Linked DNA regions of Mus musculus: all the other regions are linked to region 4. The links are chromatin contacts, called in public promoter capture Hi-C maps. All regions are on one chromosome and are shown on one strand. Each heading gives the region's core, a stretch centred on a gene start, on an enhancer-like site or on the middle of the called end of the contact. The rest is flanking DNA. Distances are from core to core; before and after follow the strand shown.

What was found. Promoter capture Hi-C pulls out the DNA fragments that hold promoters and counts their contacts.
Region 1: a contact with region 4 is called in a promoter capture Hi-C map of liver, with 2.2 times the contacts expected there. The contact joins the promoter of Uchl4 here to the promoter of Cln6 in region 4. A contact is called at or near these places in 2 of 39 promoter capture datasets (both in liver).
Region 2: a promoter capture Hi-C map of pre-B cells shows a contact between it and region 4, with 2.1 times the contacts expected there. The contact joins the promoter of Smad6 here to the promoter of Cln6 in region 4. A contact is called at or near these places in 3 of 39 promoter capture datasets (the C10 cell line, liver and pre-B cells), 1 of 484 Hi-C or Micro-C datasets (embryonic stem cells) and 4 of 115 datasets of contacts at active chromatin or transcription factors (embryonic stem cells, epiblast stem cells, extraembryonic endoderm stem cells and 1 more).
Region 3: a contact with region 4 is called in a promoter capture Hi-C map of hippocampal neurons, with 5 times the contacts expected there. The contact joins the enhancer-like site here to the promoter of Cln6 in region 4. A contact is called at or near these places in 5 of 39 promoter capture datasets (the C10 cell line, embryonic stem cells, erythroid cells and 2 more), 1 of 15 datasets of contacts at CTCF or cohesin (large pre-B cells), 12 of 484 Hi-C or Micro-C datasets (B cells, CD4 T cells, the N1E-115 cell line and 8 more), 7 of 115 datasets of contacts at active chromatin or transcription factors (T-cell acute lymphoblastic leukemia, embryonic forebrain, embryonic stem cells and 1 more) and 3 of 9 other capture datasets (adipose tissue, embryonic stem cells and liver).

What each region holds. Positions count from the first base shown.
Region 1 is chr9:64,233,648-64,238,713 of GRCm38.p6, forward strand. Uchl4 (ubiquitin carboxyl-terminal esterase L4) reads left to right here and starts at 1,554. Exons shown (of 1, transcript NM_033607.1): 1 at 1,554-2,715. The coding sequence starts at 1,592. The coding sequence ends at 2,293. All of the region lies in intron 1 of Map2k1 (mitogen-activated protein kinase kinase 1), which reads right to left.
Region 2 is chr9:64,018,558-64,023,982 of GRCm38.p6, forward strand. Smad6 (SMAD family member 6) reads right to left here and starts at 3,502. Exons shown (of 4, transcript NM_008542.3): 1 at 1,648-3,502. The coding sequence starts at 2,467.
Region 3 is chr9:63,853,520-63,858,541 of GRCm38.p6, forward strand. No RefSeq gene overlaps it. Among named protein-coding and RNA genes, the nearest start is that of Gm39359, 60 kb to the left of the region's middle. Within about 2 kb of position 3,047, at least 10 of the 459 cell types and tissues checked have an H3K27ac peak or open chromatin away from gene starts, as enhancers often do. A contact at or near this core is called in hippocampal neurons, where this site is marked.
Region 4 is chr9:62,835,980-62,841,351 of GRCm38.p6, forward strand. Cln6 (ceroid-lipofuscinosis, neuronal 6) reads left to right here and starts at 2,806. Exons shown (of 7, transcript NM_001033175.3): 1 at 2,806-2,975. The coding sequence starts at 2,902.

The sequences.
Region 1 (5,066 bases), core at 304-2,803, 1.4 Mb after region 4:
GAACCACACTGTAATCTGGGGCGAGGTGTGATGATACATGCCTATAATCAATCCCAGCACTATGCTGGGATCCACTGTCATTTTGGTCATAATCTAATTCTATCTGGCCTACACAAATGCCATGTATGTGGACAGCAAATAACAGGCAGCTGCGAGCATTTGAGGCACACAAACCTCTGTCATCTGAACTGTTTGGAAGACAGATGGTTAGCAGCTGCAAGTTCAATTACAAAGTGCCTGGAAGGAAGGCAAAGAAGGAAGCAAAGGGATCCAAGGGCCGCTTCATATATTAAGCGTGGAATTCCTTTCCAACAAACATCTTTTATTTCCTTGGGGGAAGCCAACTCGGATATACCCTTTGAACTTGAGAGAAAAGCTTCAGAAGAAAGAATCTAGCAACAGAGAGACGGAGTGAAGCTGGAGGCACAGAAAAAAAAAAATCACTACTTCTAAATTCTACGGTTTGTGTTTTAAGGAAAGACAGAGGGCACGGGAGACTCCACTGTGCAGCCAGGCTAAGAGCCTGGATCAACTGTGTTCTTTGGTTGAATGAGTTGCCTCTTTTCTCATCCTTCATTTTGTCCTTTGCAAAGCAAAAGGGCAAGAATTAACTAAAGGACAAGATGGTTGACTTCTAGACCAGTACTCACAGACATTATACAATGACAGAAATAGTCTACATGTATGCTGCCCAAAACAGTTGCCACAGTGGCCAATAAGGCTTTTAAAGGTAACTAGTATGGCTGAGAAACTGGTATTTAAACTGTACTGAATTTTAGTTAATTTAGATATAAATAGCTATATGTGGGTAATGTCTAGTTTAGAAAAGTACAACACTACAAAATCCTCCTGCATTTTACACAGTGGGGTGGGGAATGATGTTAGCCGAGGCCTGACCTAGGCTCTAACCTAGATCCACAGCTTACCAGTTATACAACCCTATGAAACTACTAAGCTTCCCTGAGCTTCACATCGCCAACTGGTACAATGGACTCTGGTAACCGTTCTTGTAGAATATCCGTGACTACAGAGACCAGAAAGCCCTCAGTGAATGCCAGCTGTTTCTCCAGTTCCTCTTTAGTCTTTGGACTCCATCCTACTAGTCTTCTTGCACACATCCATTTTTATTACCTTGAAGACTAAAGCAAGCCTTAGTCCCCATGGGCAGCCCTGTCTATCAGGAAAGCAACTTGCCCAGGAGTTGTCTCAGGTCCCCAGCAGTGGGCAAGCCTCTGGTGATGGAAGGGTCGGTGCCTCCGGAACCACTGATTTCCGCTCACCCTCCATCCCCTCTGCCTCACATGATCACCAGCAATTTACACTCCTCCTGTGACTGGAGAGCAAGCTGAAACATAACTCACCAAAACACCTGTCACTTGTTTCTGGTACTTTTCCAACTCTTTCCCCTTATCTTTCCCTGCTAAAGATGGTAAGGCTTTTTAATATGAAAATGGCTTAGATTTTTTTTTTTAATTACCACACTCAGAAATAGGGATGCAACAAATTCCATTTATGGTTAACCCAGGAGTTATTTAGTTACCAATATTAAACAAGGCAAGGTCAGAGCTGGAGAGAGGCCGACGGAGCAGTCATGGAGGGTCAACGCTGGCTGCCACTGGAGGCCAACCCTGAGGTCACCAACCAGTTTCTCAAGCAATTAGGCCTGCATCCTAACTGGCAGTTTGTTGATGTGTACGGGATGGAGTCTGAACTTCTTAGCATCATACCAAGACCAGTGTGCGCAGTGTTACTCCTCTTCCCTATCACAGAAAAGTATGAAGTCTTCAGAACAGAAGAGGAAGAAAAGATAAAATCTCAAGGACAAGATGTGACATCATCAGTATATTTTATGAAACAAACCATCAGCAATGCCTGTGGAACGATTGGAACGATTGGACTAATCCATGCCATTGCAAACAACAAAGACAAGGTGCACTTTGAATCAGGGTCAACATTGAAAAAGTTCCTGGAGGAGTCTGTATCAATGAGCCCTGAAGAGAGAGCCAAATACCTGGAGAACTATGACGCTATTCGAGTTACTCATGAAACCAGTGCACATGAAGGTCAGACTGAGGCACCAAGTATAGATGAAAAAGTAGATCTTCATTTTATTGCGTTAGTACATGTAGATGGGCATCTCTATGAATTAGATGGATGGAAACCATTTCCAATTAACCATGGGAAAACTAGCGATGAGACGTTGTTAGAGGATGTCATAAAAGTTTGCAAGAAGTTCATGGAACGTGACCCTGATGAGTTAAGATTTAATGCAATTGCTCTCTCGGCAGCATAGCATCTTGACAGAAACACCAAATACTGTATTATTTGCAACAAAAGTTAAATTTCTGATGCCATAACTAACTCAAAATTTTTAATATTTTCATTAACTTGACTAATTAAACTTTATGTGGAAACAAACAAACAAACAAACAAGGCAAAAGAAACTGTTGTAGAAGGAATGTTCTAGTACAAGAATAGCCCAGCAGTGGTGGTGTATACCTTTAATCCCAGTACTCAGGAGACAGAGGCAGGTGGCTCTCCAAGTTCTAGACTAGCCTGGTCTACAAAGCAAGTTCCAGGACAGCCAGCGCTGCATAGAGAAATCCTATCTCGAAAAACAAAAAATAAACAACAACAACAAACAAACAAAAAAGAATAATAATCTGCCAAAGTCTCTATGTTAATATACTATGATACGAAGCCCGGTCTTTCCTGAAACGTAGGCCTCGCCGTCCTTGGGGAAAGCAGCTTTCCTTGCCTTCAATGACTACATTTTTTAGTTTTACTTTTGTTACATTTATGTGTCTGTGGGTACACATGTGCCACTGAGCAAGAGTCAGGTCTCACCTTCCACCATGTGGCTCCCAGGGGCATCAGCAGGCAGGTGGCTTGAATTGCTAAGGCATCTTGGCAGCCCTCAGTGACCATGGTTTATCAGTAGACACAAATGAGTGATATACAGCACATTTTTGCAATCCTAGTTGTCTTAGTCGGGGTTTCTATTCCTGCACAAACATCATGACCAAGAAACAAGTTGGTGAGGAAAGGGTTTATTCGGCTTACACTTCCATACTGCTGTTCATCACCAAGGAAGCCAGGACTGGAACTCAAGCAGGTCAGGAAGCAGGAGCTGATGCAGAGGCCATGGAGGGATGTTCTTTACTGGCTTGCCTCACCTGGCTTGCTCAGCCTGCTTTCTTATAGAACCAAGACTACCAGCCCTGAGATGGTCCCACCCACAAGGGGCCTTTCCCCCTTGATCACTAATTGAGAAAATGCCTTACAGTTGGATCTCATGGAGGCATTTCCTCAACTGAAGCTCCTTTCTCTGTGATAACTCCAGCTGTGTCAAGTTGACACAAAACTAGCCAGTACAATTGACCCCTTGTCAACTTGACACACAAAAACATCACTAGTAAGCCTCAACCCTTACAATCTTATTCATCCCCATTCTAAATAACTTTAAAAGTCCCACAGTCTTTACATATGCTTAAAATTTCAATCTCTTTAAAATATCCATCTCTTTTAAAATCCAAAGTCTTTTTACAATTAAAAGTCTCTTAACTGTGGGCTCCACTAAAACAGTTTCTTTCTTCAAGAGGGAAAATATCAGGGCACAGTCACAATCAAAAGCAAAAGTCAATCTCCAACTGTCCAATGTCTGGGATCCAACTCACGATCTTCTGGGCTCCTCCAAGGGCTTGGGTCACTTCTCCAGCCAGGCCCTTTGTAGCACACGAGTCATCCTCTAGGCTCCAGATGCCTGTACTCCACTGCTGCTGCTGCTCTTGGTGGTCATCTCATGGTACTGGCATCTCCAAAACACTGCATGACCCCTTCAGTCCTGGGCCATCAATTGCAACTGAGGCTGCACTTTCACCAATGGCCTTCCATGGCCTCTCACTGTGCCAAGCCTCAGCTGCTCTGCTCAACTCCTTCATGCCTTCAAAACCAGTACCACCTGGGTGACCCTTACACATTACCAAGTCCAGCCACAGCACAAGGTACAACTTTGGCTATATCTGGAACACAGCCACTGTGCTTTCAGAAAATACTTCCCAGAAGATGTCACCTCAATGATGCTGGTCTCTTCTTAATCACCGCTAATTTCTTAGCTCCAGCTAACCAGCATCAATAGTCCCAGTAATGCAAAGTTTTTGCTTTAGTAGTTCTGGTATCTTGTTAATCACAGCTGATTCTTCAGCCCCAGCTAACCAGAACTACAGAATCTTCACAATCAAAACAGGAATGGCCCTGAAAAGAGTCTTTAATTTTCCCTCTGAAATTTCACACACCAGAGCTCCAACTTCTGCAGTGTTCTCAACATTATCTTCCAAGCTCCTACACAACATCCGACAGAGGTCTTAACAATGGATGGATCTTCAAGCCCAAAGTTCCAAAGTCCTTCCACAGTCCTCCCCAAAACATGGTCAGGTTGTCACAGGAATACCCCACTCCACTGGTACCAATTTGTCTTAGTCGGGGTTTCTATTCCTGCACAAACATCATGACCAAGAAACAAGTTGGGGAGGAAAGGGTTTATTCGGCTTACACTTCCATACTGCTGTTCATCACCAAGGAAGCCAGGACTGGAACTCAAGCAGGTCAGGAAGCAGGAGCTGATGCAGAGGCCATGGAGGGATGTTCTTTACTGGCTTGCCTCACCTGGCTTGCTCAGCCTGCTTTCTTATAGAACCAAGACTACCAGCCCTGAGATGGTCCCACCCACAAGGGGCCTTTCCCCCTTGATCACTAATTGAGAAAATGCCTTACAGTTGGATCTCATGGAGGCATTTCCTCAACTGAAGCTCCTTTCTCTGTGATAACTCCAGCTGTGTCAAGTTGACACAAAACTAGCCAGTACACTAGTAATTACTGGGATGTTAGGTAGCTCTTCTCTTCCTGTCTCCCTACCTAACACCATAAGCCCAAAAGGAAAGCAGGGATGAAAGGTAGATTGGCACTATGGTAGGACTTCTGTGTGAACATTCAGTTAGCTTGGCATTCCTGTTAACTCTCTGAAGTCTCATCTGACAAGGGCATTCTTGAGGGACTGTTTACCAGAG
Region 2 (5,425 bases), core at 2,252-4,751, 1.2 Mb after region 4:
GGAACTTAGTGGGTCCTAAAGCCTCCAGCTTTTCACCCCTCCTTTTCCGGTCCACCCACCTGCGCAAGCCCTCTTTAGGTCCACCCCCTCCTCTGAGGCTGCTCCAGGTTAAAGGCAAGGCACTCCCCGAGGTGATCCAGTTACATGCACGCCCACAGCCCTACTGGTGGCTCAGACCACTGACCTAGCCCCACCCCCTTACCTCCTTCTCCTTTCTTCCCACCTCCGAGGAAGATTTCTTGACAGTATGACTCCGACTCTGTTCCCTCCCCACCACACACAGAGTACCTGGTACTGAGTGATGCTTAACAAACTGGCTAGTACTGTGACTTGGTGACAGACAAATAATTCACTAGGGCCTTATTAGAAGAGTGTAGTAGGTCCCACCATCGATCTCCCAAACAAAAATACAAGGGAGGCAATACAACCACAAATAAGAGTCCTCCTCCCCAGAGAAAGAGGTAGCAGTTTACAACAGGGGAAGCTGTCAATGAGCCTCCAGGCACAGAAAGCCCAGCGCAGACACAGGCCAAGGTCTACCCAGAGTGTCTACACTGTACCTGGAGAGACCATGAGGGAAGTACATCAGGAGCCAAAATAATAGGAGGGAAACTTCCTTTCTCGTCACTAGGCCCTCCTCTATACAGGGGAGAAGTCAGGCTTCCGATGCTGCCAGCCCACACTGAGGAGACCCAAGAGCTGACCAGAGCCAACAGCCAGCCTGTAACTGCCTGTTCCATTTTCTCCTGCAAATGCAACGCCATTGGATGCATTCACCTACACCTACAGCGAGTGTTCCTCGTGGTACAGAAAGTGTGTGTGTGTGTGTGTGTGTGTGTGTGTGTGTGTGTGTACACTTTCTGGCCTGTCAGGGCCTTTCAGCTCTCCTCACCTCTGCTCCTGCACCTGAGCCTGCCTAGCTAAGCAAGGCTAAGTTAAGGTAGGGTGTGTGCAGAAGATCCCAGGAGAACAAAGGGGCCAGTTCTCAGGGTAACAAAAGAGCTAGCAGCCTCTGACTCCCAGATGCCTCAGGTCCCTCAGAGGTAAGCTAAAGGCCAGAATTAAGAGCCTTGACGATGGAAGAGCCTGGCATTCCATCCCAAAGGATGTTGCAAACAAGAGGGTTTGCCCTGCAGAGTCTGGGCTAAAACTACAGAAAGGGACAAAGTCAAACATCTTTGCAAACACTTCTGACGTTAGGCGTGATTTCCCTACTGACAGCTTCACAGCCATACCTACCTGGGTGGGGAAGAGCAGATCAGGGGTATAGGATATGCTTACAAATGCTAAAAGCTATGTACCGACTGAGGTGAGTCCCCAAAGGAGAGGTGGCATTTCCACCTTTAGCCTCTCCATGGCTTACTATCCCGTTTCACAGAGCTGCAATCTTTAAATCCCAGAGGCTGCATATGGAAACCCGAACGTGTCCCTTTCTCACTTCGCCGGCGCCACAAAATAAAGTTACCATCTGAAACTGCAGACATCTAGCCCTCAACTTTCCTCAATCCCCTGCAGGCTCCCAGTACCGGGGGAGGGGGGCGGTCGGGAGGGGGGGAGCATCCCTAGTGTATCCAACAAAGAGATTGGGAAAGGGAAAGGGAACAGGACGGTAGAGTCGGAGGTCGAGGCGACCCTGCGCACGCTCACCTGGCCCGCAGAGCCGGCTGAAGTGGTAGGGGTTGCAACACACCGTGGGCCCGTCGGCGGCGGCGGTAAAGCTGTGGCAGCCGCACAGGGGTTTCAGCTCCACTGCGTGCTGCAGGTCTGGCCAGCGGAAGAGGCGGCCGAGCAGCAGCTGCGGTGGCGCGGGCTGGCCGCCCAAGCGGAGGTCGGCGCGCGGCACCAGCACGCAGCCGCCCGGTACGCCGCCTCGGGACTCCACAGCCTCCAACAGCGTGTCCAGCGAACGCTCCTTGAGCCTCTTGAGCAGCGAGTACGTGACCGTCTTGAGCTCCTGCTCCAGAAGCAGCAGTCGCGAGCGGGCTTCGCGACTCCGAGGCCCGCCGCCCTCCTCCGGCTCCGGGGACTGTCTGGCTTGGGGATCGCCAGAGTCCCGGGGCGCGCCTGCTGCGTCCCGTTCGGAGAAGAGACAGCAGGTCACCGTCTCGCAGTCACTCTCAGGCAGCCAGCCTGGGCCTCCAGGCTCCGCCACATCCAGCGGGGAGCCCCCAGCCCCGGCCCCCGACTCCGACACGGGCCTCGGGAGGCCCCCTGTGCGCCGGCGCCTGCCCGCGATCGCGGCGCCTCGCGGTCCCACCGCGTCCCGGGGCCGCCGCGGGGCTACCGAGCGGACTTCGGAGCGGCTGCAGCCTCCGCCCTCTCGTGCCCGCGGGGCAGGCTCAGCTCGGCTGCCCAGGCTCCCATCCTCGTCGACACCACCGCCGCCGCCGCTGCCTTCCTCCCGATCAGGGACCACACGACTTCGCCAAAGTCGCCGCACCAGCCCCGAACGTTTAGACCTGAACATACGATACCCTTTGGCGCCTGGGGTGGTGGGAGGGGAGGCGGTCTCCGGTTACCGGGGGTCCGTTCCCTCAACGAGGCGCCGGCTGAGCGGGCCGCAGCCCCACATGAAGCTCTGCCGCGGGGCGCCGTGCAGACCGCGCACAGCCTGTCGTCGAAGGGGCACCGCAGGGCTGCAACATGAGGGAGCTCGCGCCGGGCCAAGCCGGGCCGGGCCGGGCCGGGAACACGCGCGTGTTGAGCCTCAGTCCGCGAGGGACCAGCGGGCTACATGGATCACGATGGGCCGGGACCGCTCAACTCCAGCTGCTTTGGAGCCTTAGGGAAGCCACCAGCGAAACGATGCTAGAGACACCCTGCATGGGCCGGCGAGCCTTCAAAAGTTGCGCGGCTGGTACACGAGCACAAAGCGCTTGCGTCGTGCCCCCAAATGTGTCTGCACAACTCTGCCTTCAAAAGCCAAGCTATGCTACATGGGCTTTCCCTGCAGGATCCGAAACTAAGGCTTGTGGATAACTCCCATATCCCTGCAACAAAATAAAAATAGAAATAAAAGCAAAGCAAGAAAAAGGTCCCAAACAAAACTCAAAATGCTTGGATTTTGCACGCACGAAAAGCAATTCCGTCTCAGGTCCCGGGCGCTCGGTGCACTTGGGGCAAGTCTCTCCTGAACGCGGGTGTCAACACATGAGTGGAAGCCGGAAAAAAAAAATCCCAAAGAGCTGCTAGGAATCCTTAATTAAAAATGCAATCCACCGAAGCAGAGGTCGCAGCCCGCCCCACGCTGCGCTGGGTCGCTTCGGGCGCCGCGGCTGCCGAGGTCGCCCCCCCCCCCCTTCACCAAAGTGCCTCCTGGTGGCCCCGCGGTCCCAGCGAGGTTTGGCGAGGCAGCGCCCGGCGGCTCTTTCTCTGGACTCAGCTCCCTCGCTCGTTCCCCCTCTCGGCGCTCTCTCTCTTTTTTGTTCTCCTCAAACGCACACTGAGGGCCCCCGGAGGAGCGCCGCGGAGTCATTGGCTGCCTCCCATCATATGCCAGTCTAGACACTTTGGCGGCTCCGCGGCGCTGATTGTTGCGCAAACAAGGTTTCAAGTTTCTTAACTCTTAAAGGAGAACACGTCCCATTGCTGAGCCCGAGGCTCCGAGGGGGCTGGTTCCCGGGGCGGGCCGAACGCGGGCCCCCGCCCCTCGCCCGCCCCAGCACCCCCGCCCCGAGGCTGACAGTGCCCGCGACTCACTCTCAAGCTCACGTCGTGCCTTGGGCACGGATACCAGCCGTCCCGCACACGCGCTAACAAACACTCACACCCTGATGCCCAGCTCTGCTGGGTGAACCCACCGCGACCCGGACTCCGAGGCGGCCCTTTGCCTCTCTCTGGCTTGTGCCCAAACTTGCAAACGCGCATAGCACTTTAGAGTCAGTCCAAACCCCCAGCCTCAGCGCGGGCTAATAAAAATGGGCGTGTGTGTGCGCCTTCCTGCCCTCCGTCTCTGGGGAGTTGGGGGGCGGCGGCGAAGTTGGGATAGCGGGTTTCTTCCGTGTCCTATGAAGGCTCCACGCACCCCCTGCCCAAAATTAGGGGTCTCTCCGCCTAGGCTACACTGGGGGGCGGGTGATCGAGGGAGCTCCAGGATAGCCCGAGGTGGGGACTTGGACAGGGTGGGGTAGAGGCAGGAGTGCTCTTGGATGGCTCCTCCTGGTCGCCCCGGCTCTCCCTCCTGGCGTCCTAGGCTCCTCTCAAGGCCAGGCGCTTTCTTCTCCCTTCGAGGATTTACCTTATGCCCCTTCGAGAGTGATAGAGGGGCGTGCTTTCCCCAGTTATGTTTCACTATAAAAACGGGGGCAAGTTGGGGACAGACTTGGGGACCCGGCATGGGAAGGGTTAAGGCCGCTCCTGCCCTGGAGCCGGCGCGGCGGGGTACCTCCTCGGGCGTGCTTGCTAGTCCGAGGGTGGCAAAAGTTCAAGCTTGTAAAGTCAGGATTGGCCCCGCGCGGAGGGGAAAAAAGGCCTGGTTCCCCCTCCCCCTCCCGGGCGTGGCGCCGATTGGCCCAGCCGCAGGGCCGGCCCCGCCCTCCCCTGGCGCGCCGCGGCCCCACCCCCGGCGCAGCACCACGCCCCTTTCCGGGCAGGAGCGGGGCCCCGAGCTCAATGAAAGAAATTCCGCTACTCTCATTGGCCTGGGGCTTGACGCCGCACCCCGCGGGAGGCGGAGTGGGGAGGATGGGGCGCGGACTTGTGATCCCCTTTAGGATACCTGTGCTCTGGACTGCTGTAGCGAAGGTGGTGTGCAAGTCCAGGAACGGGTCTGGAAGTGCGCTGGGGGAAGGGTCGTGTGTGTAGGAAAGATACAGACTACTTCCCTGAGTCTTACCTGGAGCCAGGTACTCCAGTGCTGCAGGGCCGATTGTCACACCCACCCTTCACTATTTTGGCCAAGGTGAATATGAGTAGCTGTCCTGGCCTTGGTTTCTCAAGATTCTAGGAAATCCTTACTAATAAGTGCATACATCAAAAGTGGGCAAGAAGCGCCCACACAAACTTGTCTTTTAGCTTCCGTTCATCCCTGAAGAAGTTGATGATCCTAAAACGCAAAGAGAGCCTACAGGATTGTGCACACCCATGAGTACAGCACTTGGGAGGTAGAGGAAAGAGAATCAGGAGTTCAGTGCTCTCCTGGGCTACACAGAGACCTGGAAGCCAGCCTGGGCCTGCGTAAGACCCTGTCTCCGAAAGTCTCCCAAAATAAAATAATAAATACAAAGAGAAGCCAATTATGTTCTCTCTTACGAAGATTTTGTTGCCTTGCCTCTGGGTTACAATAAGAGCAGATGCTTTGAGCTCTTTACCATGGTAGCAGAAGTTTCAAGCCTAAACAGCTAATGGGTTTTATTTTCTCTGTGTACAGATGAGAAACTGAGGCACAGAAACTTGCTCATTTAATTTGAAACCTATTGAGAGCACT
Region 3 (5,022 bases), core at 1,797-4,296, 1.0 Mb after region 4:
TTGAGAGAAGCAGATTGGCTGTTCTCAGTTCTTCCCTAGGAAAACGGAGCCATTTTAAGGAAGGGGGTTAAACAAGAAGGGCCTGGTGAGCTGGTATACACACACACACACACACACACACACACACACACACCCCACACATACGCACACACACCACATACACCACAGAGGGGGGGCAGCGGGAAGGGGGAGAGAGACAGCCTGGAAGTGACCCAGGATCTCTGAAGGCATCAAAACTTCATAAGAAACCCATGCAGAGCCAGGCATGGTAGCGCACACCTTTAATCCCAGCACTCGGGAGGCAGAGGCAGGTGGATTTCTGAGTTGGAGGCCAGCCTGGTCTACAAAGTGAGTTCCAGGACAGCCAGGGCTATACAGAGAAACCCTGTCTTGAACAACCAAAAAGAAAAAAGGGGAAAAAAAAAAGAAAAAGAAAAAGAAACCCATGCAGCTCACAAGCACAGAACACAGAGAACACCCTCTACTGGTTGAGGTGTCTCAGCCTGAGGTGATCAGAGCTGAGGTAAAAGGGTGTGTGAGGAAATCAGTCATGTGATCAGAGGGTCTGTGCTCAGATCCAACCCTGCAGCCTCCCCGTTAGGGACAGGAAGCTAGAGGCTGAGTTCAGTTGGGTGGCCTACATGTCGGCTATGTCCCTGTGATCCACACAGTGAGGACTCCACACAGCTCAGGTGACCTGCCTGGCTGGCCAGAGTCTGACTCTGTCACACTTCATTGATGATAAAGTAATGTGTCCCCAGGAAAAAGGGGGTCACGGTGTGCTTAGAGCCTTCCAGACCTGGCCTCATGCGTTGCTCCTTTCAGCAGGCTATGACTGAGAACTTTTGCTACAGTGAAATTGTAGCAATCAAAAAGATAAAACAGAATGATTTTGCTTATATAATGTCCCTGAAATCCTTAAAGTCACAGGGACAGAAGGAAGGACAGGGGTTGCCAGATGGGGAAAGGGCAGATGGAGGTCACAGACATGGCTTTGGAAACTAAAGAAAAACCTGGGAGGTTGGTGGCACAACAATGTTAACCTGACACTCTTTACAGACTTCAAATGGTTACAATGTAAATTCCACACCATGTGAATTTGACTAAGGCTTCTTAGAAAGTTGTTATCATTAGGACTGTGTTTCCTTGGGGATGAAGAGATGGCTCAAATCACCATTAGCTCTCCGGCTCCTTCAGAGGACCCCAGGTCCCCTGCTAGGACCCATATGGAGTGACTCACAACTGGCTGTAGCTGCAGTTCCATGGGGATGCGATGCCCTCTTCTGGCCTCCCTAGAGCACCTTCATGCACATGCACGTGCAACACACACACACATAAACACAGAAATTAAGAATAAAATAAATCTTTAATTAATATTGTTTCCTGGGATATGCAGATCTCCCTAGCAAATAAATACCTAGGGCTGAGGTGCCCTTAGTAGCTTGTAGGCTTGTGGCCAGCTAATTGGACTGATAGAAAGTTGCTCCCAGATCCTGGGGTGAGGTCAGTCCTGCAAGGACACACGTGAGGGTGGCTCAGCTCCAGGCAGATGGGCAAGAGGGACAGAGGTGAGAGAGGGTTTGGGGACTAGGTGGCCTTGGGAATCCTGACGCCTTGAGTACCTGGGATTTCCCCTCAAAAGCCCCTAGTAATGTATGTCAGGGTCTGTTTCTGAGTACTTGGCTCCCTCCTCATGGCTGTCTTGTCCAAGTATGTGTGAGTATGTGTGTGAGAGCAATGATGAGTAAGCTTGTGAGTGCATGCATGGGTGGGGAACACAAGTGCATATAACTGTGTGAATGGGTTCAGAGAATATGAGTGTGTGAGCTGGTATGTGTGTGTGTGTGTTGTATGTGAGTGTGGGATGCATGAGTGTCTGTGTGTGTGTGTGTGTGTATGTGTGTGTGTTGTGTATGTGAGTGTGGGGTGAATGAATGTCTCTCTCTCTCTGTGGGTGCATGAGTGTGTGTGTGTGTGTGTGTGTGTGTGGTGTAAGTGAGTGTGGGGTGAATGAATGTCTCTCTCTCTCTGTGGGTGCATGAGTGTGTGTGTGTGTGTGTGTGTGTGTGTGGTGTAAGTGAGTGTGCGGTGCATGAGTGTATATGAGGGTGAAGTAAATGTGTGTAGAATGATTATAAATGAACACACGTGTGTGTGGATGTGTGATGGCTGGGGATAGAGACTGTGTATGTGCATGGAAGAGTATAGGAGTGTGTGTAGGGAGTTGTTAGTAGAAGATAGTGTGCATAAATGTGGGGTGAGATTGTGTTCATGGTATATGTGCAAATCTCACTGTGGAGTGAGTGGGTGAGTTTGTGAGCATCTTTGTGTGAGTGTATGTCTGAGAGTGTTTAGAGTGTATAATTATGTGTGTGAGTGTATAGATGTAAGCATGAGTATGAGTGTGTGCGCACGCGTTTGTGTGTGTGTGTGTGTGTGTGTGTGTGTGTGTGTGTGTGTGTGTGTTCCCTCCCAGTCAGGAGCCTTAGGTTCTCTGGGCAGGAACTAGACATCCTGCCCTCTGTTGTACCCGCCGTGGCTTTTTCTAAGTGACACACTCAACAGCTTTGGGTCTTCCGCCCAGAGCACTGAGCTCTGAGAGGCTCCACTGCCGTTTCCATCTTCCCACTTTGCCTCTGTGTCGGAGCTGATTATTCTTTGGAGGACTTGTGAGCCCAACTACTAATCAAACAGAAATCACTAAGGCTGTACACAGTTCCACAGTGCCACCCTCAGCCCAAGGCATCATGGACCCTCCTGGAGGATGGTCTAGCTGCCAAAGGGACAGAACTGTTTAATTAGAACAACTTGGATTGGAAACATTCATCCATGTATGGGGAAAATGGCGACAGACTTTTTAGGACACGCCATAAGTTTTACAGTTATTGGATTTTTTCAACTTGTTTACAAAAGCAATATTGTGAAATGGCCAACAGCCAGGCCCAGTTGCTTTTCTTCCTGCTCCTTCTGATGACAGGAGGGTGTATTATCCCCCAGCCAGCTGGGGGGAGGGGCGGGCGCCCACATGCCATCTTGCTGTCTGTTTAATTATCCATTCAGCCAGGCTGGCACTGGAGCTCTCTCTGAGCTACTCACAGCCAGTTCTGTTCTGGAATGTGGCACAGCGCTCCCTCCCCACGCCTTGGGCCCCCTGCAGCAGCCTCACCCCAACAACATGCCAACTCCCAGAGCCAGCATGACCTTGAACTTGACTGGAAACATCTGGGCCACAAGTTTCTCCTTAGTCATAAAAAGCAGATCTCTCTCTCTCTCTCTCTCTCTCTCTCTCTCTCTCTCTCTCTCTCACACACACACACACACACACACACACACACACAGTGGGTTCTGCACCAGACCATGAGGAGTCCCTGAGGGAAGCTTTAAAACATAAACCTTGCCATGCCTGACCCTTCCAAGACAAGGTCGGGGGATCCTTGAACTTTTAATCTGTCCATTATTTATTGAGGGCTATATGGTGGCATGCATGTGGGAGATCAGAACGTAACTTGTGGGAGTTGGTTCTTCCCCTCCACCAGGTCTCAGGGATGAGACTCAGACTATTAGACTTGGTGGCAAGCACCCTGACCTTCTGGGCCATCTTGCCAGCCCCAGCCTGAATCTTTGAAAGCTCTTAAGTGATTCTGCTACTTTGTAGCAGGGTCGGACATCCATTGGATTTGGTGTCTCTGGCAGGCTTTACCCTGGGACTCCACAGAATGTTGCCCCATAGAGAGTGGGGACCAGAGTTGCCCCACAGAGAGTGGGGGGTGGGGACCAGAGCTGCCCCATAGAGGGTGGGGGTGGGGACCAGGTCTGCGCTCTGTCCTCACTCCGGCTCTGATCATCTGGCAAAGCTTCATTAAGTACAAAGTCACCTGGAGAAACATCCCCGTGGGCAGGCTCCAGACCACACCTGTAAATTGTGGGGGCAGGGGGTGGGGTAAGAGGGGGGAATGTATAAAATGCAGGTGCTAAGATAGCCTTCCCATGGTGCACCTGTACTGGCCTAGCTATGGGAGGGAAAGCATCTTCAGCTGAAGAGGAACTGGCGGCTGCTCTGGCCTGACTGAAGGATGCAGAGAAAAAAAGCAAGGACAGAGAGTTCAAGGTGGGAGACCTGGCCACCAACAGTCCTGGCTTGTCCCCAGGAGACCATAAAAGAGGGACCAGGAGCTCCTGCATTCAAACTTCTTCCATAGTTGAAGAGAGTATAGTCTCAACAGGGCATAATCACACTGACGCTGGCGGCCTCCTTTCCAGCACTATGACAAATACTTGAGATTTGAAATAAAGTCGTACGGAAGAAAGGTCTGTCATGGCTCATGGTTTCGGTTTCAGTGATTTTGGGTTGGGGCTTCTTAGCCTCGTGGACATTTGGGTCTGTAACGAGGCTCACATAGTGGGAACACAAAGCTCACATAGTGGGAACACATAGCAGAAACAAACAAACAAACAAACAAATGGCTTCCTGGCAGACAGGAAGCAAAATAGACAGGAAGTGCCGGGGGTACTGCCATTCCCTTTAGGTGCTTATATTCTTAGTAACCTAACTTTCTCCTACCAGGCCCACCTCTTAAAGGATCCACGGGCGGTAACCAAGCCTCCAACACTCAAGATCTAAACTATGGCAAAGGTTTAACCTCTCTGAGACACTTGACAGTCTGTCATACCTTGTGTGTTTGTGTCTATAGGTTGTAGAGGTTGGGCATTGCCAACAATGTCATCACAGGCCTGGAGAGACTGCTTAGCAGTTGCAAGCACTTGCCATTCTTGCAGAGGACCACATGCCAGCAACCACATGGCAACTCGCCTGTCTGTATTCTATGGGATCTGACGCCCTCTTCTGGCCTCCATTGGCACTGAATACACACAGTGCACATACAGACAAGTAGGTACACACACATACAGGTAAAAATAAATAAATCTGAAGGAGGAGGAGGAAGAGGAGGGGAAGGAGAGGGGTCGATTATATCAACTGAGGAGTGTGCCTGCACAGGGCTGGATGGCTTGAACAATGTCACT
Region 4 (5,372 bases), core at 1,556-4,055:
GCCACAGCAGCACCAATCTGCAGACCAGATTCCTGGGAATTAAGCCGAGGACCTGGTTTGGATGCTGTCACTGGCTGACCTTGAACATATTACTTCAGCTCAGGATGTTGGTGTTGTTTGTTCCCAAATCAGGACATCACCTGTTCTGGTTATGACATAGGCAAGATAAAAGAGATAAAAGAAAAAGAGCCATGGAAGGAGGGCTGGGCTAGAGGTGGCTGCCTTCTGAGAGTCTTGAAACTGGGCAAAGTTCAATAGCACTTGGGGAGGAGACAAAGACATCAAAAGTTTAAGGACGGGGCTGGAGAGATGACTCAGAGGTTGAGAGAGAGCACTGACTGCTCTTCCAGAGGTCCCGAGTTCAATTCCCATCTGTAATAAAATCTGGTGCCCTCTTCTGGCATGCAGGCATATATGCAGACAGAATACTATACATAATAAATAAACACTTAAAAAGTTTAAGGTCATCCTTAGCTATATAGTAAGTTTGAGGCTATACTGGTTTACATGGATGCTATTTAAAAAAAAAAAAAGGAAGGAAATAAGATAAAGAAAAATTTTTAAAAAATGCATGGAAACAAATGTAGCATTTGGTAGTTACCACAGCAACAATCTAGTTGTGGCCTCTGGGCTGAAGAGAATGATTTTGAGGCAGAGAGCCCCAGCCTCTCATGGTCAAGCAGTCCATGCAGGTCTGACCAAAGTAAGGAAGAATAACTTTCATTAAAAAAAAAAAAAATTCAGAGTTCAATGCCCCTGTACCATAAAAGGGGACCTCAGAACAGGCTGATATACATAACCAGTCTGGGAGTTGGCTGATATAGATAACAAAGCTCAGTTGGTAGAGTGGTACTGTACAAGCATGAAGACCCCAGTTTGGATCCCCAGGTGTATGCAGCACATTTGTAATCCACAGAGACAGGTGGATCTCTGATGCACACTGACCAGCCAGTCTAGCCAAATTGATAAGCTCCAGGCCCAGTGAGATCCCTGTCTCCAAAGACAAGAGAAACAACCAAGACAGACACCCAGTGAAGACCTCTGGCTTCCACATGCACCTGCCTGTACATGTGCACAATCTCCAAGATCACACAATCACCACACACGAGTGCACACACACACCACACCACGCATACACATGTACAAGTGCATGAACGCATACATGCTCTCCAACAAAACCAGCCCAACAGAGCCAGATAGTCTGCAAGAGGCTCATGCATTTCTCAAAGCTATAGATGAAATAGCTCACCCTTTGTTACAGATGAGTAAACTGAGTCTGGGAGAGGCCGAGCAATTTATCTGACCTCTGTGACACTGGTCCCCAGACAGTGTGCCTTGCAGATACTTCTCATGTTTGGCTTCTGTTCTCTTTTCTCATTGGGACATTGTCTCCTTGGGTTCTGGATGCCATCTATGTTCCTGCGGCTCAATCTATCTGCCAGGCTCCTACCGACCGACATGGCGTCTGAGCTTCACACCCATGGGTCCAACAGCATCCTGACCCAACCAAAGCTTCGTGGGTCCAAAGATGACGTCTCATTTACCTGTGCTTGCTCCACCCACTTAGATGCAGCGCCTGGTCACATCTAAACTCCTCTCCCCTTACAGCCATGCATCCGAAGAAGATAGCTCCCACACCACTGGGCATGTCTCACCCCCAACCCCCCTTTACTGATACAGTCCAGGACCCTCATTAGAACTTGGTACCCGACAGGCTGCACCTCCTCCATCTCTGGTTCTGCCTCTGGGCTGTGCCTGAAATGCACACATATGCCAGTCTCTTGCCAGGGCCCTTCCTGAGGTTCTCAGGGATTGGGGGCTCCAATCTAAACCCCTCTCTCCCCCATCTCAGCCAGTCTCTCACTCCCCTGAGCAGCGTGGTTCTCACACAACTTTCCACTCCTCCATACCAGCTAGTCTCTGGACAGGGTGTGGGAGGAGGAGGGGTGGGTGTGTGGGGAATTCTGGCCGTTCCCTCTGCCTGGAGCTCTTTCCTGTCTCCAGTTCATACTTCTCTGTCAGCTATCCTTCCTGTGATGCCTGTTTGGCCTTACTGCCTCTATGGCTACACAACCCTCAGAACTTCCTCCACCATTACCAGAAGCTACGAACAGAAGCGCTTCTGAACAGGGCTCATAGGTTCCTGCACAGAACTTACGAGGTTCTTAACACAATTGAATGAGGAAGGGGTGTGTGTCTTTCCCCAACGCCAGGACTGGATTCTGGACCACCTCGTTGTCCTCCAACTAGGAGAGAATTCACTATTCTCTTCACCTATCAAAGCACAGTGGATAGTTTATCGAGCAGTCTTTAATCTGAGGAAGGAGGGCTCAAAGACCCCGGGTCTTCTGATGACCTCACAGCTTGGTCATTCCAGGTCCCCGGTTCACCTTCGTCCAGTACCCTCAAGCCCGGCTAGGCAAGGCTTCCTTCCTGCAGAAATGCAGAGAACCCAGGAAAAAAACAAAAGCAAGCAAACAAACAAACAAACAAGACGCCAGGCTTCCCCACTGGAGTGCAGATTCAACTAAGACCCAAGACCTCTGGGACATAAGTTAGGCCCCTCCTTCTCAAACAAAACACGCCCTCCAGCTGTCTCCCTCCACCTCCGCTCTCTCATTCCTCCTCCCTCCTCCCCACACTCCATCCTCCTCTCCGGTCTTGCCCCAAGCCCCTCCCTATCCTCCTCCCTTCACCAGTTCTCCCCCTGCTCTTTCCTCCAGCTTCTCTCCTCCCTCCTCCCCTCCAGCCTCCAGCTCCTCCCCTCCCCTCCCGCCCGCCCTGGGGCCCCGCGCTCGCTTCCCTCTCTCCCGCCCAGCCTTCCCCGCGTTGGGCGCCGAGGCTCCGCGCGGCCCGCGCAGCCGTCTCTCCTCCCGGAAGGCGAGGCCGAGCGTGGCGGCCATGGAGGCGGCGACGCGGAGGCGGCAGCTCCTCGGAGCGGCGGGCGGCCCCGGTGTCGCGTTCGTGCAGGCCAGGTGCGCGCGGAGCGGGGACAGGGAGGCCGCGAGGGGCCCCAGAGTTTGAGAGACCTCGCCAGGGTTAAGGAAACCGCAGGGATAGGCTACTCGGGGGCCACCCCGGCCAGCCTGGCTGAGTCCCTGTGCCACTTCCAAGTTTTTAGGAACCTCCTGCTCTGGGCAAGACTGTGACTCTGCTCTGAATCCGGTGGCTCAGGGCCCAGGGAAAGTGGGCCGTTAACCGGGGACAGCGTGACTCTCCCATCCTGAATGAGAGACCCCTTCCCTCAGAGGGGAGATGTTTGGGGTTTATCTGGCTCGACAGGGCAGAGCCAGAGGCGCAAAACCCGCCCTTTCATCTTTTCCTCCAGTCTGCCTCCATCCGCTCCACTGACCAAAGCATTCCCGCCTGTCACATGTATTGATTAAACACCTGTCATGTGCCTAGCGTTGTGCCAGATGGCAAACAGGAAAGTCTGAGCCAAAGCAGGTGACAGCTAATTCTGGAGGGCTTTCTGGAGTTGAACAGTACAAGACTCTGCAGAGGACAGACACTTACTGCCGGGCATGGTGGCAATGCTTTTAACCCCATCACTCAGGAGGCAGAGGCAGGTTTCTAGGGGGATGTAATCCAGTTGGTAGTGACTGCATAGCATGCAGGAAGTCGTGGTTCTTCCCAGGCCACAGAAACTGGACATGGTAGACAGTGGAAGGATGTGAGGAAACACAAGGACTATACATACTAGTGTTGGACATGTCACACGTGTAAGAGAAAATCAACGACAGGGGCTGGACCAACTTTAAAGTGCCCTGAATGTCCCAGAGTTGGCCGAGAAGGCCCTAGAGTCTGAAGTTGGAGGAGGCACCTACTCTGGGTGGGGAGGCTGTTCACTTTGAGCAGGAAAGACCCCTTACCTTCCTCACCTGAGTGACCTGGTAAAAATGTATATTCCATATGCCACAGGTACCAAAGAGCCGTGGAGAGATTTGAGCACTCATGTGCACCAGGTGAATTTTAGGAAGTCCCTGGCACTGTTTGGAATGGTGGGGGAAGTTCTGGGAGACTGGGTTGAGGGCAGCCTTTTCATAGTTCCGACTGGGGAGCAATTCTCTGAGCATGTGCTGTGCTGCCTCTGGTAACATTTCTACCTGGTGGTCATCCTATGAGCTCTCCGTGGCGTAGTCACAGGGTAGCCATCTTAGTTTGTATATACACGTCATCAGGGCAGATTTGCCCTTAGGCACATTATTGAGCAGCTTCTTGTCACTTGAGGGTCCCTATACTCTAAGTATTAGGTCATCATCTCTGACTGATAAGGAAGTGGTCCAGTGTGCAGTAAGGAGGTGCCTGACCAGACTGAGGCTCAGGCTGTAAAACGCCCAAAAACCTTCTACAAGTTCAGCAGACATTCCACAAGCTGCCCCCGGCACTAAGGGGATCAAAACCATCTTCCATATTTGTGGCTGTCACGGTTGTTCTACCTGTTATCTGTCCATCGACGCTACAGTGTTTACATTATTTAAGCTGTCTTTGCTTTTTGTGTTTAGACAGGGACTCTATTACATAGTCCTGGCTGTCCTGGAACTCCATCTGTAGAACCAGGCTGGCCTCAAACTTGGAGATCCACCTGCCTCTGCCTCCTGAGTGCTATAAGGTGAGTGCCACCACAGCCGTCTCTGGGACCTTTTCTTTTTTTCCTCATTGTTTGTCTGCACGTCTTCATTTTTGTTGAAATGTCCGGAGCCCTTCTCTCTACTCCCCGTACACAACTCTCTAGACAAGCCCTTTGCCTTTCTGCCCCCCAGGCTTGCAGATGCTGCTGCCTGGTCCTGGCTTCCCAGCTGTCGAGGTGTCAGTGCCCCCCGCCCCGTGGTAGACTTGGGAAGCTGAGGAGGGGAGCAGGAGCAAAGGCTGGGCTTGCCTCAGGTTACCTGGACTGGCATTGGCTTTCGCCAAGCCGATATCCTCCTCCATTCAGTCTGTCGCTCCTGATGGGGGCCTAGAACCAACGTGGCCTGGGGGGAGGGGGCTCAGCCTGGGAAGTTTGGAGTCAGAACTTGGGACAAGCTTGAGGTTCCTCATCTTGCGGTGTTGAGGGGAGGTACCTTTCCCCTGTGTGATCTGCCATCACTGTCAAAGCCCCGCAGAAGGAAACGGTTGGTTCAGAAGTTTGCCTGTCTTTTGTCTGTGTATTGCTGGTAAAGGAAAGCTTTCATTAGGCTGAGGAAAAGCCAGCACGAGAGAGAAAGCCCTGCAGTGCAGAGCAGGATTCTGAGCATCCACGTGTGTGAGTCTGGAGTCCCGAGCTCGGCTCTTCCCCTCATCCTGTTGCTACCTCTTTCCCCTACCTGCCCCCCTAAGCTAGGCCGCACTAATGTCAGGGGTTCTCATTTACTGAAGTGCTTCCTGGGATA